Regions from separate parts of the Mus musculus genome. Here region 2 is linked to region 1. The links are chromatin contacts, called in public HiChIP or PLAC-seq maps. All regions are on one chromosome and are shown on one strand. Each heading gives the region's core, a stretch centred on a gene start, on an enhancer-like site or on the middle of the called end of the contact. The rest is flanking DNA. Distances are from core to core; before and after follow the strand shown. Region 1 has its middle 52 kb from the start of Gm32500. Region 2 has its middle 16 kb from the start of Gm39826.

Region 1 (4,459 bases), core at 1,231-3,730:
CTTGGTAATCAAGACTGTATAGAGTCCAGGAAGGTGTAGACTTACAGACAAATAGGGGAATAAAGAACACAGAAAAATGCAAAAAAATAAAAATAAAAAGTCTGGGAACACTGCAAAACAATCTGGTAGAAATCAGAAACATCTTAGCAAAGGATGATGGAATAATTAGGCTTGTAAAGACAAAGAAAGACAGAGAGAAGAGACAGGAAAAAAAAGAAAGAGAAGGAAATAGTGGGATAAAGAAACAAGGAGGAAAAAAGACAAAAGACAATGAAAGGACAAAAAAGATATAATTTAACTACTTAAAAACATAATTCAATGCAAAATTGACTGTACCCTAGCCATGAAGCTACTATTGTAGTCTTCTTACTAAATAGACATGTTACAAGCTGTCTTCTATATAATTGTGATATACCCGTATGTTATTTCTGCTTTTAACTGTAGTTAAGGAATCTTCCCTCTGCAGTGGTCAGCAGTTAGTGAAAAGAGTCATAACTGGTCAAAGTCCTGAGCATAGTGACTGTTGGCAGATCAACACTAAATGAGTTGTCTTTATTGGTCTTTCCTTAAAGCTCAGGGAACAACATGGAAGTGGGGAGGGAACAAAGTAAGGGTCATGGAACAGAAAGGAGTGCTGTGTCATGCTGTCTTCTGTCATGGTGTGGCTATTGCAGTCCTAAACTCACTGAATTTGTGGTTACCTTCTATAGAAGATCATGCCAACAACATCAGTTAACACACCAGAGATTTAGTGCCAACTGGACCATGTAGATTATAAATGAAAAGGGTGGGTGCATGAAAGGGGCACAGAATGTGTTGGGGATGCTAGGGAAAAAGGGAGAAGGGGGAGAATTAAGACACGTGTAAACAAGTATACATTTGTCAAAGAAAAAAATAAAGATATTCTATCTAAAATGCACCATGCTATGGGAGAGGGAGATATCTGCTAGGAAGGGGATATAGGAAGGGGATGTAGAGTGTTGTAAAGGAAGAGAGGGAAGAAGGGAATAGTTAAGATTAAAGGTGGTGAAGGATGGGAGGGAATGTAAAGATGGAAAATGGTGAGGAATAAATAACAGAGGCACCTTTTTCCTGATTTTTTTTATTAAGTTTCTTATTTATTTTGCATCCCAATCACAGCTTCCCCTCCCTCCTCCTCCCAGTCCCTCCCTCTCCCCTTGTCTTGACTTCACCCACTCCTCTTCTCCTCCTCAAAAAAGGGAGTGGGGCTTCCATGGATATAGACCAACCTTGGCATATCAAGTTGCAATAAGACTAGGCACATCTTTTTCTACTGAGGCTAGGCAAAGCAGTGATGGAAACTGTTGCAGAGACCAACAGCCAAACATTAAGAAGAGCTAGAAAAACCTACCAAGGACACTACAAGAAAACCTACAGAATTAACTAATCTGAGCCCATAGGGGCTCATAGAGTCTGAACTGCCAATCAGAGAACATGCATAGGACAGAGCTAGATGCTTTGCATATATGTAACAAAGGCACTTGGAAAAGACCATATTGAAACCCACAACTGTAGAAGCTTTCTAAAATATTCACATCCACATGGATAAGAAGAGTTTAAATGGAATTACTCTAAAATGGAGTGACAATACTCCAAATAGACACCGTATTCTATCAATAAAATCACTAGTACAGGAAAGGGCTACATCCTTTTGAATTGTTGGTCAGTGGGGTCCCATAGATCCTCTAAACAGTACAGACTATTGCCAATGCTCTCAATTAACTCCAGAAATTGTGGGCAAGATGCTATTGCTGAAGACACCACATACATGACTTCTATGATATGGAGAACTCTAGATAGCAGTCAACTGGAAGAGTCAACCCTGCTGGCCAGTGTTCATGGTTTTAGAATGTTGTGCCCACTACTGAAGAAGAAAAATAAACTTTCATCTCACCTAACTATGAACACTGCTAGTGGCAATAACAATTTGCCTGGCATGATGCAATAAAAGTTTAAATGGTACAGGGGTAAAAAAAATACAAAAAAACCCCAAAACACTCTCTGATTTAATTTAAGGACTGTTCCATGAGATAAAACCCAGCCATGACATTGTCAGCAAGTCCAAAACCTACTATTAGGTAAGTCATGGGATCTAGGAGAAAACATTCTGCTAAATGGACAAAAGATTAAAATTACTCCTAGTAACTTATCACTGTATTATACATTAGTACATAACTCAACCCTTTCAGAGGAGCTTCTTGTTGAAATAGATGGAAGTAAACAGAAACCTACAACTGGTCAATGTGCAGAGAACAGGAGGCTTTGAAATGCTTCACCTTGTTTTTGAGACACAAGCTTTCACTTTTACAGAAATAGCACAATACTAGGCTCTCTGGTGGGAGACCCCTGGGGATTCCTACCCCTCCCCAGCTACCCAGCACAGGGATTCCAAGCCTGTACCTCACCAGGCTTATTCGTGTGTACTCTGGATACCGAAATCAGGTTCTTGTGTTTGCATGGTAACCACTTTAAGCTGATGAAACATTACTTCCATGTGTCCAGCCCAATAACCTAGTTTTCTGCACAGCATGAATCATCCTTTGAAATTATTTTGCTTGCTTATCTTTCGTAAATCCATCATCTCTGTCCCTTTCAGAGAAGAAGCGTCATTCTTTCTATTTCTCCACAATTATGTTCACATTGCCAGTAATTTTCCAATGCTAGGGGAAAAAAATAACAAGATGAAGAGATGGATTAGAAAAGAGACAGAGAGTTACAGACAGGCAGTTTGCAAGGGAGTTAATCTAGCTTAACTGGTTGAGTTAGAGAACACCCAGGGCCTGTTTGAGCTCCGCTGTTCTGACAGCATGCATGAGAGAGTTACATAAAGGAGCAAGCAGGTGAGATCAGTTTCTACCTTTGCAGAGCTTAAGATCCAAGGAGAAGATCACTATATGCCAATCTATCATTCCACTAATAGAAGAACTGCAAATAGGTTTATTCAAAGAATGGGGCTGTAATCTTCTAGGTGAATCTCTAGCAAGACTTGACTTTCTTGGGGAGAAAGGGAAGGCTTTACAGAGAAAGTGGCATTCCTTAGAGGACCTGAAGGCTGGTATGATGAGGATGAATACAGAGTAGAAGTGGTAGTATTGTAGAAGGAGGAACAGCATCAGAGAAATGAGGTGAACTATCTCTAGCTATGACACCCATGAAGTGTGTTGGCCCCGTGAAGCCTCAGCATCTTGCCAGGACCCCTGGCCACATGAGGGAGCTGACATCAAGATTATCATACTCGATGCTGGATTCATTACCCCTCACAGAGTAAACACTGAATGACTCATGAAATTTTATCTGCCCACAGAAGACTTTTAATGTGCGTGTTTTACGACACTAATATTAGTGAGTCAGCCAGTGGACAGCCTTTAACATCAGTCTCGTCCCTCCGTTCTTTTAATGCAGTGTGGGGAGTCAGCAGGTTTGGCTTTGTTTCTTTGCTACTCTCAGAATTTTTCATTTGTCTGTGAAAGCATTTCCTGTTTGCTTTGTTCCTTTTCCATCAATTCACTGGGGCATACTTTAACTCTTGCTCCAGTGAAGTGGTCATAGTGAAGTCAGCAGACATGAATATGGGATACTAGCTTTCAGAAAACAGAAGGCTGATGCTGCTGAACAGTCTTCTCTTTACCAGCCTACAACAAGCATCCCTCTGCAGCTCTACAAATGAACAATGCTGGTCCAACCAGTATGTGTTGGATCGGTTATTCTCCATGCCTAGTTGGCTTCTCTTTCCACAGACCTGTCTTTAAAATCTACTTAAATTTCATCTGCTTTGGGAAATCATACACCTCTTAGGATTATTTTGATCACAAATGACAGGAACTCTGCATTCTAAGTAGCTTATATTTAAAGAGGAATTTCATGGTCTTGTGTGGCTGATTAGTCCTAGAGGATCTTGGTTTTGAGGGTAACTGTGTTAAGGACACACCAATGTCACCAAACCCAGGTCTGGGTGGGGTAATTTGTTTATTTCTTCTTTATTTGGTTTCCGCTTCTGTACAAATTCCATTCCCTATAAACTTCTGAGCTCACATCATCTGGGGACAGATGTACAACCGCTCATAAATTCTTGGAGAGGGTTAGGTACATTCTCTTGGCATGCTTTACATATCATGGCTAGCATTGGACTTCATTCCGTCCTCAGAGAATGCAAGGCTCTGATTCAGGAGACCAAGGTTACACGAAAACCCTGCTGTAGAATGTTTATGGATATTTCTTCACATCAGATATTCTGTCCCTATTTCCCTTTGTTGCTGTTGATTTATTTTTGTTTTAGAGACATAATTTTACACTATAGCTTGGGGTGGCCACAAACTCCAAACTCAAACTCACAGCAATCCTTCTGCTTCTATCACTTGAGTGTTTGGATGATGTTGGACTCTGGCTCTGCATTATAGCCCTAGATATACTTAGAACACAGTACCTTCTATCTGGCTAG
Region 2 (4,459 bases), core at 800-3,299, 370 kb after region 1:
TATTCCAAGTCCAAAGAAGCCTCTCTCCTAATTCTCTGGAGTGACTATCTAGGCCGGGTCTTATTGGCCATTGATGTGCGGTTTCCCATTATGCTTCTGCAGAGGCGAGTTCTAGTCATATATGTTAAGATGGGATGGATTTCTGACTAGCAGTTTTTTCCCTCTGCTCACTGAGTAAAGTCACAAACTTACTGTCGTTCTACAATATCACAACCTCAAAATAAACAAGAGTAAAAATAAAACACCTACTAAATGGGACTTCATTTGCAGGAAAGAAGTAAGCCATGTAAATTGCTCAATACTTATCTATCATTTGTCTTTCTACCAACCTCTCTATCTAGCCACCCAACTATCCATCAACTACCTATCTGCCTGTCTAACTATCCACTTACTAATTTGTAATTTATCTATCCCTCTGTTCCTCATTCACTTATTTATCAGGTCATTTATCTATGATTTATCTGCATATTTATCTGCCCAACTATTGTCTGTGTATTATCTATCTAATCTGTGTATGTATATATGTATGTATCATCTAACATCTATCTACTTATCATCTAATCTATCTATCTACTTATCTATATATATGTCTATCTATCTATCTATCTATCTATCTATCTATCTATCATCTATATATCATTTCACTACCTACCAGTATTGCATCTATGACCTATCTACTCGTATATACCTGTCCATCCACACAACTCTCATTTACCTATGTACCTAGCTTCCTATCAGAACAAGTCAGGTGTGTCCAGTGCAGTATGGTCATATACTTACCTCTCTGTTTAACCACTTTCTATATCTCTACCTACCCATCCAGCCAATATATATATATATATATATATATATATATATATATTCTACTTATTAGCACACTCCTGCCTGGAGCACATGGTCTCAGTGAATGTGAAGCTGTAGTCCCAGCCCCCAACTGCCCATTGAACAGGTAAAGCTAGACTACAGCCAGACTCCTGTGACTTCTGATCCTGTTCTGCTGTCATTCCCTTACAGAGTGTCACCCAGATGGACCCCTGTAAATCACATGTCCTGCTGTCATTCCCTTACAGAGTGTCACTCAGATGGACCCTCTGTAAATCACATGCTAAGAACACTTTCTAAGGTTCCATTTTTTTAAGGAACTCATCCTGAGATAGATAATTCCTAATGCCACAGAAGTGGCATTCAGAAATCAGGAAGGAAGGAAGGAAGGAAAGAAGGAAGGAAGGAAGGAAGGAAGGAAGGAAGGAAGGAAGGAAGGAAGGAAGGAAAGAAGGAAGGAAGGAAGGAAGGAAGGAATAGCAAAGAGCTTTAAGTTTTAGGGGAGCCTCAAGGGAATGTCTAAAATTAACAGAACAAAATACTCACAAAGATGCTGGAAAGTTATGAGAATCAGAGAAGTACAATAGTGATATGATCACCAAACACTGAGAAAAAAAGGACAGATGATGTGGGATTGTGAAGTAAATAAACTCCTGATGCCTACACAATGGACTTAAAACAGACAAAACAGCATTCCCTAAAGCTGATGGATCAGGAAATGTTGTGCCGGCATATTATTTAGATGTATGGTACACATCAGAGAAAAAAATGTAAAAATGGGAAAGAATTCCAAGTGTGAAACTCTAGCTTCAACACACATTTCTGTATCATATCAGATCTCTCTCTTTGCCTTATGCATTTATGGTGCATATGCAATGCACACACACACATACACACACACACACACACACACACACACACACACACACACACACACTCAAAGCCAGCAACATTTTCTTCTAGAATTGATTGCAAAATATCTCTCAATCAGTCTATAATAATAGCTAAGATTTAAAAACCACTAGGTCCTGAATTAAATGCTTTATTTAATCTGATTTCATCCTAGCTGATACCATGTAGGTTGCTTTCTATTGATATCCTTATATTAAAAGCTGGGGAACTGAGCCTAACACAGAAAAAAATTATTCCCAGGGTCATTGTTCAGAATGGAAAGTCCCTATACTCCCTTGGCAGCTGGGTAATTGTGACTCTCAGACAGCTGCAGATGCTCCTTGGAGGCACACTGCTCCAAGAGGAGACTGTTCTAAAAGCAACATCATTTGCACTCCTGTAGGCTTAGCCCACTCGGAGTCCACCTACAGTGGCTGTGTTTTCTTCTTCATGCACGAAACAAAAGGAATGAGATTTTAAACAGTACATTGAAACCTTCCTGGGCTTGAATTCATACTCTAAGAATGAGGGTTTTCCTTGATGAATTGAGAGGCTTGCTGTTTTCCATCAGTCCCTGAATTCTTGGGGTTTGAGCTCTGTTCCATTCCTTTGTGAGCTTGCTTACAGACTCCTGAGTAGCTTCATGCAAGCACCAAAGAGTGTACTTAAGAGTTTTATTCATCATTTGTAGATAATGCTGGTATACATGACGCAAAATGCCTAATTAGTGCCTGTGTGCATATTTAGAAAAAGAAAACGGTATGCCTAATTAAATCTCACTAAAAGGTTCTTTTCCTGATTTAAGGGAAACTTCAAGGCGTTCTCTCTATAGTCAAAAAAATGAAATAAATCTTACCTTTCATTTCGCTTTAGCTGAGATGCCATAAAAACCATCCAGCTCAACATTCAAAATTGAAAATGGATGCTGGAGCGTGATAATGGCTGGGAACAGTCTGAGAACATTCTGGAATCATAGGAGTCTCTTACAAACAGTTCTAAAAAATGATCACTGATGGCTCTGTGAAGCCCCATAGTGAGAATGAATAACTGGTCATGTGAGGAACCCCTAACACACTTTATTCTAAGAATTTGAACATTGGTCTCTTTCACCCATGAAAGTGTGACCCCCCACCGTTTCCTGCATTCAGCATGAATAGGGCATGCCTACCTCAGGCAGGAGCTCAGCTCTGCTCTCTTTCTGATCTACCCTGTCTTCTAGCATTTTCTTATCCCTTCATCTCTTTTTTAGTCCCCTGGCTCCAGCCATGGTACAGCCTTTCCCCAGGAACCCTGCTCTCTTTCCTTGATAATTGCTTTTCCTCGGCTTGGAGAGTCTCTCTTGAATGCCACTTCCTCCCAAAGATTTCCAGGATCCATCCATATCTGATATCTACTCCCTGCCACATATAAATGCTAACTGATTTTCTTCACAAATCTTTTGAATGTTTAAAGATTTATTTGCATTATTTTTAATTCTGTATGTGGCTGTGTTTGGAATATGCATCTGAACACAGATACCTTTGAAAGTCAAAGGTGTTGAATCCCCTGGAGCTGGAGTTACAGATGGTTGTGAGCTGACCAATATGGATACTAGGAACTAAATTCCTCTGAAAGAACAAGTGCTTTTACCTACCAATGATCATCAATCTCTCCAGCCAAAACCTTTTTTTTAAAATAAAATAAAAGCAAAGCTAGGGAGAACACTAAGTAAACTGTTCCCATACAAGCATGAAGATCTAAGATCAAATTCCTTAAACTTACAGGAAAATGGATACTGCTGTTGCACATCTGTTATCTCAGAAAACCTGTGACAAGACAGGATGCAGAGACTGGAGGATCCCAGGAAGCTCAGAGAGCAGCTGAGCTAAAGTTTGCAGCAAGGAAGAAGAAATGTCTCAACCAAGGTAGAAAACAAAGGCTGATCCCCAGACGTATCCTTTGACTGGCACTGAGTGCCTGCATTCACACACACACACACACACACACACACACATGCGCGCGCGCAAGAAATATTTTTGTTTGTTCATTTGAAGTTTAAGGTTTTTTTTTTTTTATCATTTGGCACAATGGATATATTAATGGATCAGAATATGAGGTAATGAAGGAAATCAAGGTACCAGTCATTTCCTCTGCTCAAGCAGAACTTGGATACAGCTAGGGGACTGCTGCTGAGAGAGGGAACTCTCTCCCCTGCACATACCAGGATAGCCTAACTAATCCCTGTCCTATACAGAGTAGACTCACCATTCCAGGGGACTGGGGCTAGGGGCACACACCTTTATTCCCAGCACTTGGGAGTCAGAGGCAGGTGAATTTCTGAGTTTGAGGCCAGCCTGGTCTACAGAGTGAGTTCCAGGACAGCCAGGGCTACACAGAGAAACCCTGTCTCAAAAAAAAAAAAAGTCACAAGTAATGCTATTACTCACTCCAAGAATTTTACTGAGAGGTCTATCAAATTTTCCAGTAGAAAACATCAGTCAGTTGTGTATTTCTCAAGACTATGTATGCCCTGAGTTCTCAAAGTCTATTTTCTATATTTCTATTTCCCTTCTAATTCTAAAATGTTGTATCTGATCTTTACCTAATTCCAACCAAGATCTTCTTAACTCCCCAGTGAGATATCCAAGTTTTAATGAATACACTGAGTCCTCTCATTCCCAGCTACCCAGGCAATCAGGATGGTTACCTACTGCCCATGAGTGGGGACCTTTGTTTTTACCTATTAACGGGTCTTTCTGACCATCTT

The links. HiChIP or PLAC-seq counts read pairs in DNA pulled down with a chosen protein or histone mark.
Region 2: an H3K27ac HiChIP or PLAC-seq map of SST interneurons shows a contact between it and region 1, with 4 times the contacts expected there. The contact joins two enhancer-like sites. A contact is called at or near these places in 2 of 484 Hi-C or Micro-C datasets (both in uterus) and 2 of 115 datasets of contacts at active chromatin or transcription factors (SST interneurons and neural progenitor cells).

What each region holds. Positions count from the first base shown.
Region 1 is chr11:56,371,266-56,375,724 of GRCm38.p6, forward strand. No RefSeq gene overlaps it. Among named protein-coding and RNA genes, the nearest start is that of Gm32500, 52 kb to the right of the region's middle. Within about 2 kb of position 2,481, at least 28 of the 459 cell types and tissues checked have an H3K27ac peak or open chromatin away from gene starts, as enhancers often do. A contact at or near this core is called in SST interneurons, where this site is marked.
Region 2 is chr11:56,739,987-56,744,445 of GRCm38.p6, forward strand. No RefSeq gene overlaps it. Among named protein-coding and RNA genes, the nearest start is that of Gm39826, 16 kb to the left of the region's middle. Within about 2 kb of position 2,050, at least 13 of the 459 cell types and tissues checked have an H3K27ac peak or open chromatin away from gene starts, as enhancers often do. A contact at or near this core is called in SST interneurons, where this site is marked.